Linked DNA regions of Ovis aries: region 2 is linked to region 1. A link is a contact called in public Hi-C data. All regions are on one chromosome and are shown on one strand. The core of a region is the stretch at or near the end of the contact, and the rest is flanking DNA. Distances in the headings are between cores, read along the strand shown. Region 1 holds the start of DSCC1 (DNA replication and sister chromatid cohesion 1). Region 2 holds the start of MRPL13 (mitochondrial ribosomal protein L13).

Region 1 (3,633 bases), core at 607-3,106:
ATGAAAAGACATTCTGAAAGTGATCAGAATCCATTACTGATCAGATTATCGCAAGGATGAAGTTGCTGAAGTGAAGTGAAAGTCGCTCAGTCGTGTCCAGTTCTTTGCGATGCTACGGGCTATACAGTCCACGGAATTCTCCAGGCCAGAATACTGGAGTGGGCAGCCTTTCCCTCCTCCAGGATAGTAGAAGATAACGCATATGGGATACACAGCTGAGCGCTTGACTCAGTAAATATTTAATAATATTTACTCTCTTTTCTAAAGCAAAGAACAAAATGGCAAAGCAGGCTACTCTGTGATATGGAACACTACCTCCATCTGGTGGGGAAATTTTTAACTGTTCTACAAGCAAAGCCTAAAAAGTTTAACTAATAAAAGATGTGACGTTAAACATCTAAGCTACTGTAGCTCCCACAGAATGAAATAAATCTTGCTACGAATAGTAATTTCGTTATCTGAAAGTGATTTTTAACTAAATACAAGGTAATGTGCTTTGCAAGACGTTACTTTATTCTGTTTCTCGTACCACGTGCAATTCTTTCCTCCAGGGAGGCATATCTTGAAAGGCTTCAGCCTCAAATATTTGGTGAGGTTTCATCTTCGGTCGGGAGAAGGAAACGGCAACCCACTCCAGTATTCTTGCCTGGAGAATCCCAGGGACGAAGGAGCCTGGTGGGCTGCCGTCTATGGGGTCTCACAGAGTCGGACACGACTGAAGCGATTTAGCAGCAGCAGCGGCATCTTCAGTCGAATTTTCAGCTGCACATCCCTCTCTCGCGGGGTGATCTTGTTACCAAACCGAACTGCTCGCCTGACGTGTAGAAAAGCCGATCCACCGGCACCGGGCCGTGGTGGAGGACGGCGAAACGGAGCAGGGCTCTGCGGAGCTCCTGGGCAGGGAGGCCTTTCCAACAGGTGCTAACTGGGGATGGGAGCGGATGAAGAGACGAGAGAACAGCCCAGAAGCGACAGCGCAGCCTTGGGGCAGAGCCCTGGTTCCCCCGCAAGGGATCGCCGAATCTCTGGGCTCTTTTACAGAACGGAAACGCCCAAGCAATGGAAGAGGTTCGCCTTCTTCATCCTCAAGAGGCGCATCGGGAGCCCACCTGAGGCCAGAGCAGAGCAGTGTGGGCAGAGGGGCCTGGGGCCCGTCCACCGGTCACTCAGAGTCCGGCCCGGCTGGGCGGCAGCGCGCACGCGGGGAAGGTTAGGTCGGCGAGGGTCGCTCAGGCATGTCCGACTCTTTGCGATCCCATGGACTATACAGTCCACGGAATTCTCCAGGCCAGAATACTGGAGTGGGCAGCCTTTCCCTTCTCCAGGGATTCTTCCCCACCCAGGGATCGAACCCAGATCTCTCGCAATGCACGCGGATTCTTTACCAGCTGAGCCACCAGCGAAGCCCTTCACGTATTGAAAGATTCATGCGATGATGCGGCCAAAACGCGTATGTCAAGGCCCGCGCGCCGCAGTGCCGACGGCCAGGAGAGCGGGGTCCCGGCGGGAAACGGGGGCCGCGGCGCAGCGGAGGGGCGGGGCGGGGCCGGACCGCCCAGTCTGCCCCCGCCCCCGGGGTCTCGGCCCCGCCCGAGGACGCCCGGCCGCCGGGCGCGCGTGAGCCACCGCCCCGCCCCGCCCCGCCCCTGGCCCGCCCTCCCGCCCCGCCCCTGGCCCGCCCTCCCGCCCCGCCCCTGGCCCGCCCTCCCGCCCCGCCCCTGGCCCGCCCTCCAGCCTCTGGCCCCGCCCCTTCCCGCCCCTGGCCCCGCCCGCCCGCCCGCCCCGCCCCGCCCCGCCCTCCAGCCTCTGGCCCCGCCCCTTCCCGCCCCTGGCCCCGCCCGCCCGCCCCGCCGGCAGAGGCCGCGCTTCTCCCGCGCCGTTCCCCGCGTCGGGGCTCGGCTCTGTCGCCCCCAGGCCGCCGGCGGCGATGGAGAGGACCCGCGCCGAGGTGGACGCGACACTGCAGACCGCCAAGCTGGACGCGGCCGAGCTGCTGCCCGCCGCGCACTGCCTGCGCTTCGGGCCCGCGGCCGCCGGCGACGTGTGCCTGCTGGAGCTGGAGCCCGCGCTGTGCGGGCGGCTGCAGGCGGGGCACAGGTGGGGGGACACGGGGGCGGTGCAGAGAGGACCCGGGACGGGGGGCGCAGGTCGGGGGACACCAGGGGGTGCAGAGAGGACCCGGGGACGGGGGGCGCAGGTCGGGGGACACCAGGGGGTGCAGAGAGGACCGGGGGACGGGGGGCGCGCAGAGAGGAGCCCGCTCTGCGCCGGAGGCTGCGGGCGGGGAGTCCAGAGAGGAGCCCGCGCGCCCCCTCGCCCGGGACCAGCGGGGCGGCCGGCCCACCCAGCGGGCGGCCCCGCCGCGCTGACCTCGCAGCCCCGCGGGCGGGCGCGAGTCCGGAAGCGGCTGCGCGGAAGCCGAGGGGTGTTCCCGAGCCGCGCGCCCAGGCCGAGCGCCGGCGTGCTACCGTGACGCCCGGCGGTAGTGTCAACATTTACGGAGTTCCTCTCGCCTTCTTCGTAGGTTTATTTTACCCAGGTTGTAGCCAGGACTTTGGGGGAAGTTTAAAAGTTTTTTTTTTTTTTTTTTTAACAGATTAGGTAATTGTGGAAGGCCCTCAAAAAAAAAAAAAAATTGCTTGGGGTCAGCACTGTGAATCTGAAGCTGTTTTCTAATTCTAGGTCCGCTACACATTTGCTGCGAGACCGTGGGTTAAAAAACATGCAGGAGAAGTCCGTTCTCTGTCTCAACTTTGTGCAGTCCCGGAAAAAGAGGAGTTAGGCGTTCTTGTTTAACTCTCTTCTGCACTGCTGTTCCGCTGGCGCCTGTATTTTATTCTATAGTTGTGGCTCAGGTGGTAAAGAGTCGGCCTGCAATGCAGGAGACCCGGGCTGGGAAGATGGGAGGAGGGCATGGCAGCCCACTCCAGTACTCTTGCCTGGAGAACCCCATGGACAGAGGAGCCTGGTGGGCTGCAGGCCATGGAGTCTAGAAGGGTCGGACACAACTAGAGTGACTTTCACCTTTGTTATCTTGTAAGCTTTTAAAAATTGGGGGACTTCCCTGGGGGTCCAGTGGCTAAGACTGTGCTTCCAAGGCAGGGGACTGGGGTTCGATCCCTGATCAGGGAGCTAGATCCCACATGCCTCGGCTAAGACCTGGTGCCGCTAAATAAATACATTTGTTTTCTTTTAAAATTATGCTGCCTTTAGGCTTTCACTTTTCTTGCTTTACTCGTCAAACTTTATTATAGTCATAGGCTAGTCTTCAGATGCTAGCAGTGAAGGGTCTCTCAGGGAGCTGAGACAGAAGTATCACTGGGTTTTCATCTCAGCTGAGTTGGCAGGACTTTGAGAAGAGACTTCAGGTGTGAGCACCTGCTTTGTCCAGTTATAGTTAATCTAGCTGGCAAAAACCAGAATGGAAAGGTGTGTTACATTTTTGGGGGGCGGGGGTGAGGGAAGGGGTTGTTTCAAACAAAATATTTGAAAGCAGAGATGGTGCAATGTGGACATACATGTTAAGAGTAGGTACCTGGGACTATTGAATGTTGTTAGCACCAGAAAGGTTAAAAAAAAAAACCCAAAACCCCATATTTTCACTTAAATGAAGGATTAGTTTTTCTAAAAAAA
Region 2 (3,633 bases), core at 747-3,246, 510 kb before region 1:
TTTATGACTTCCAAGCATCAGTAAATGAAGGAAGGCAATTTTCCCGTTGCTTTTCCTGTGTTTCTTTTCTAGCTCCCTATCGCCAGGACTTGCACCCAGTCAACAAGTGCTTCTTGTTGAGCTTAAAGACAGAGAAGATAATACAGCAGTGGGCAAATGATGTGTATTTATATTTTTTTTAATCTTGTAACAGTAAGTAAAGGAGTGTGCCAAAAGAGACTGGAGTTTTAAATTAGTCTAATATTTGTATTATTTCTGCTATATGAAATTTTTATATAACACAGAAATCCTGTGTTATATAAAATTTGTTACAGAAATATTTATATATTCTGTGTTAATTGGTAATGCATTATAGCTTTGCACTAATATCTTCCTATAAATACATTTAGCTAAAATATTAAATGACATTATTAATACCCCCCCCAGAAGCAAACAAAGAAAAAAAACAAATGTTTTTTGGACTCTCACGTTAGCAAACTAATTAAATTTATTTCCAATACAAATGCTACGCCAGTGAAAAGAACGGTTTATGTTGTACTTACCAGGGAAAGTACTATCTTCTGGACTAATTGAAGCACTAATGCTTCTTTTCAGGAGATGATAAACATTTGCTGCTCTTAAGTCTGAGAAAGAAAAATCAAACTCAGCTGGGCTCAAGAATTACACAACGTAAACCAATTCCAATTTCACCATCAGAGCCTCTCCAGAACAACATAGGATACATAAAAGGTCTACACTCTGTTCGAATTTTCACATAATAAATCCAAAGCAAGCAGAGAGAATAGGTAAGTTCCCGGCTTGCACATGCTTGCCAGTTAACACAAATCCAAAATCTCCCTCCACCAAATAAATTTTAAACCAATGGGTGGGAAATCCTGTTACAATACTCTGTACACAGCCACATATACTTCCTCCTCAAAAGACCTCGCCATCAAAACAAACTAAATAAAATACAACAGATTCCAGATAGGGGCATCAAAAAGGGTGCAAAAACGGTCAGAATCGTCTTAAATCTGTCGCTTGTATTTTAACTTATTCTGCGTGCGGAATGCCTCCTCCTGCGACGATGTACACTCCGGGAGAGTAAGAGCCCTTTCCGTCTCGCTGCTTTCCGTCTGACTCGCACTCGGCACACAGGAGGCAGAACTGCCTACTGAATGCATACACGTCTCAAGAGCAGAAATTCCATTTCCAAGGCCCCGAGAACTTTCTAACTGTGTCAGCAAGTTCCGAGCGCGGGCGGGCGGCACCCGGAACCTTGGCCCTGTCCTGCGCGCGGGCGGCACCTTCCTCGGGCCCGACAGGCCGACGCTCCGCGCGCGGGCGGCACCTTCCGCGGCCCGACAGGCCGACGCTCCGCGCGCGGGCGGCACCTTCCTCGGCCCGACAGGCCGATGCTCTGCGCGCGGGCGGCACCTTCCGCGGCCCGACACCCGACGGCGCCCGGCTCCCCGCGGCCCCTCCGCCCCGCCCTCCCCAGGAAAACCCGGTCCCCAGAGTGCTCTCCGCCCCGCGAGCCGCTCCCGCGCTTTCTCCGCTCGGCGCCTACCCGGCGGCCTCCCGGGGCCCTCGACGCGCGAGGCCTCGGGCCCACGGCCCGGGCTCGCCGCCGCCGCGGCCCTGCCCTCGCCCCAGACCGCGAGGAGCAGGTACCGATCCATCCCTCCGCGCGAGCGGCCGCCACAGGCGCCCGCGTCCGTCCAAACCGCCCGCGCGCCTGAAGCACTTCCGGCGCGCTCTCTTCGGCTCGGCGGGAAACGGCCCGCCCCCCGTCGGTTTCCGCGCCCTTTCCAGCAGGCGAGTGACTGGCGGGGGCTATTCTCTCAATTACCGCATCGTGTGCTGGCTTCCTGACGGAATGGTTGTGGTGGGAAGCCGGGAAGAGACGTGGGAAACGCGGAGAAGCAGACGAAGGCATGCTGGCCTAGGAACCGTCCCCCGCAGCTCCGCGCGTTTCCCGCCGGGCCGTGATGCGCGGCGGCCCCAGGCCCTGGCGGAAGCGCGGGGCCGCCGCTCGGGAGCATGGCGAGTCTGTCCAGGGCGCCGCAGGTGAGGCTGCGCCCCCGGCGTGGCGGGCTTCCTCACTGTGGCGGGAGGCGGCCGGACTTGGCGACGCCGAGGCGGATGGGGAGCCAGGCGCCTAGGCCCGGAGATGCGGCGATAAAGCGCAGGCGAGGGTCGCAGCTGACCACTTCGTGAGGCGCTCTCGGTGCCCCTACTTCGGCGCTTTCAGTCAGCCCCCTGCTCTGGTCTCCCCGCACCCCGGAGCGGTGTTAGGGCGACAGTCAGGGAGCTAATCAGGTGGATCTCCGAGGGCACTGTGGACCACTGGAAGAGTTTGTGCAAAATAAGGGCCGCCGTGGGGTGGCGGAAGGTGAGGTTTGGGCTTCCCGGGTGGCTCAGCTGGTGAGGAGCCAGCCTGCCAATGCAAGGAGACGCGAGACGTAGGTGCGGTCCCTGGGTGGGGAAGATCCCCTGGAGGAGGAGATGGCAGCCACTCCAGCGTTCTTGCCTGGAGAATCCCACGGACAGAGGAGCCTGGTGGGCTGCCGTCCGTGGGGTCGCAGAGAAGACGCACACGACTGAGCGATTCAGCGCAGGTATGCAGTTCAATGGGCTTCCTTGGCTCAGATGGTGGAGTGCTGGAGACCTGGGTTTGATCCCTGGCTTGGGAAGATCCCCAGGAAAGTATTCCGGCCTGGAGAATCCCATGGACCGTATAGTCTATGGGGTCGCAGAGTCAGACACGACTGAGCGACTTTCACTTTGGAGGGTTTTGAGCCAAGTAGTAACCTGATCTGTCTTAAGTGTTACAAGGAGTATCCGACTGCTGAGTTAAGACCGAATTGTTCAGAAATGGGAATTGGTGGACGGCAGAAGCAAAGAATCTGTTTGGAGGCTGCCGCAATAATCCAGACTAGACATGCCGGGGGCGCGAGCCAGGCTCAGTTGCTGTGTAGCGGTGAAAACTGGTCACGTTCCGTGTGAAGGTGGGACCGGTAAGATTTCTGGAAGGACTGTGTGGCCGACAGCAGCAGAAAAAACCAAGGACTAATCCAAGGTTTTTTTGTTTCAACAATCTAAGGGAGCGTCCATCAGCTGAGACAGGGAAGGCTGGGACTGAAGCAGGTTTCAGAGGAAGAGCAGGGTTGGGTTTTGGATATGTTGCTTTAAGATGCCTCTTAGCCTGGTCCTGCCCCAGGTGAGATTCCGTCCTTGAACTCTTTGTTACCTGCCCCTGATGAAAGAGATACAGGAATTAAAGTTAACCATTAAAAAGAACTGGAGCAGTTTGACGTTGGGGCAGCATTTTAATTGCCTTATCAAGGTTTTGTTGGTTTTTTTTTTTTTTTTTCCTATCAGAGTATTGGTCTGTAATGCCTTGGGGAAAAACTGGTCTTCTGCTACATACAATTTTAAAAACACTATAGTGTGTACACCAGGTGGGCTGTTGAATACAAGTGTATAGTTCAGGGGGCTTCCCAGGTGGCTCAGTGGTAAAGGAATCAGCCTCCCGGTTCAGGAGATGCAGGGATTGTGGGTTTGATCCCTGGGTGGGGAAGATCCCCTGGAAATGGCAACCCACTCCAGTATACTTGCCTGGAGAATCCCATGGCCAGAGGAGCCTGGCAG

Evidence for each region. Hi-C and Micro-C count contacts between places; a contact is called where the count stands out from the background.
Region 2: a Hi-C map of muscle shows a contact between it and region 1, with 7 times the contacts expected there. The contact joins the promoter of MRPL13 here to the promoter of DSCC1 in region 1. A contact is called at or near these places in 9 of 16 Hi-C or Micro-C datasets (blood, hypothalamus, liver and 5 more).

The regions. Positions count from the first base shown.
Region 1 is chr9:94,208,942-94,212,574 of ARS-UI_Ramb_v3.0, reverse strand. It overlaps DSCC1 (DNA replication and sister chromatid cohesion 1), which reads left to right and starts at 1,856. Exons shown (of 9, transcript XM_027973268.3): 1 at 1,856-2,097. The coding sequence starts at 1,928.
Region 2 is chr9:94,715,136-94,718,768 of ARS-UI_Ramb_v3.0, reverse strand. MRPL13 (mitochondrial ribosomal protein L13) reads left to right here and starts at 1,996. Exons shown (of 6, transcript XM_060394005.1): 1 at 1,996-2,049. The coding sequence starts at 2,023. MTBP (MDM2 binding protein) reads right to left here and starts at 1,719. Exons shown (of 22, transcript XM_027973275.3): 1 at 1,550-1,719; 2 at 543-623. The coding sequence starts at 1,661.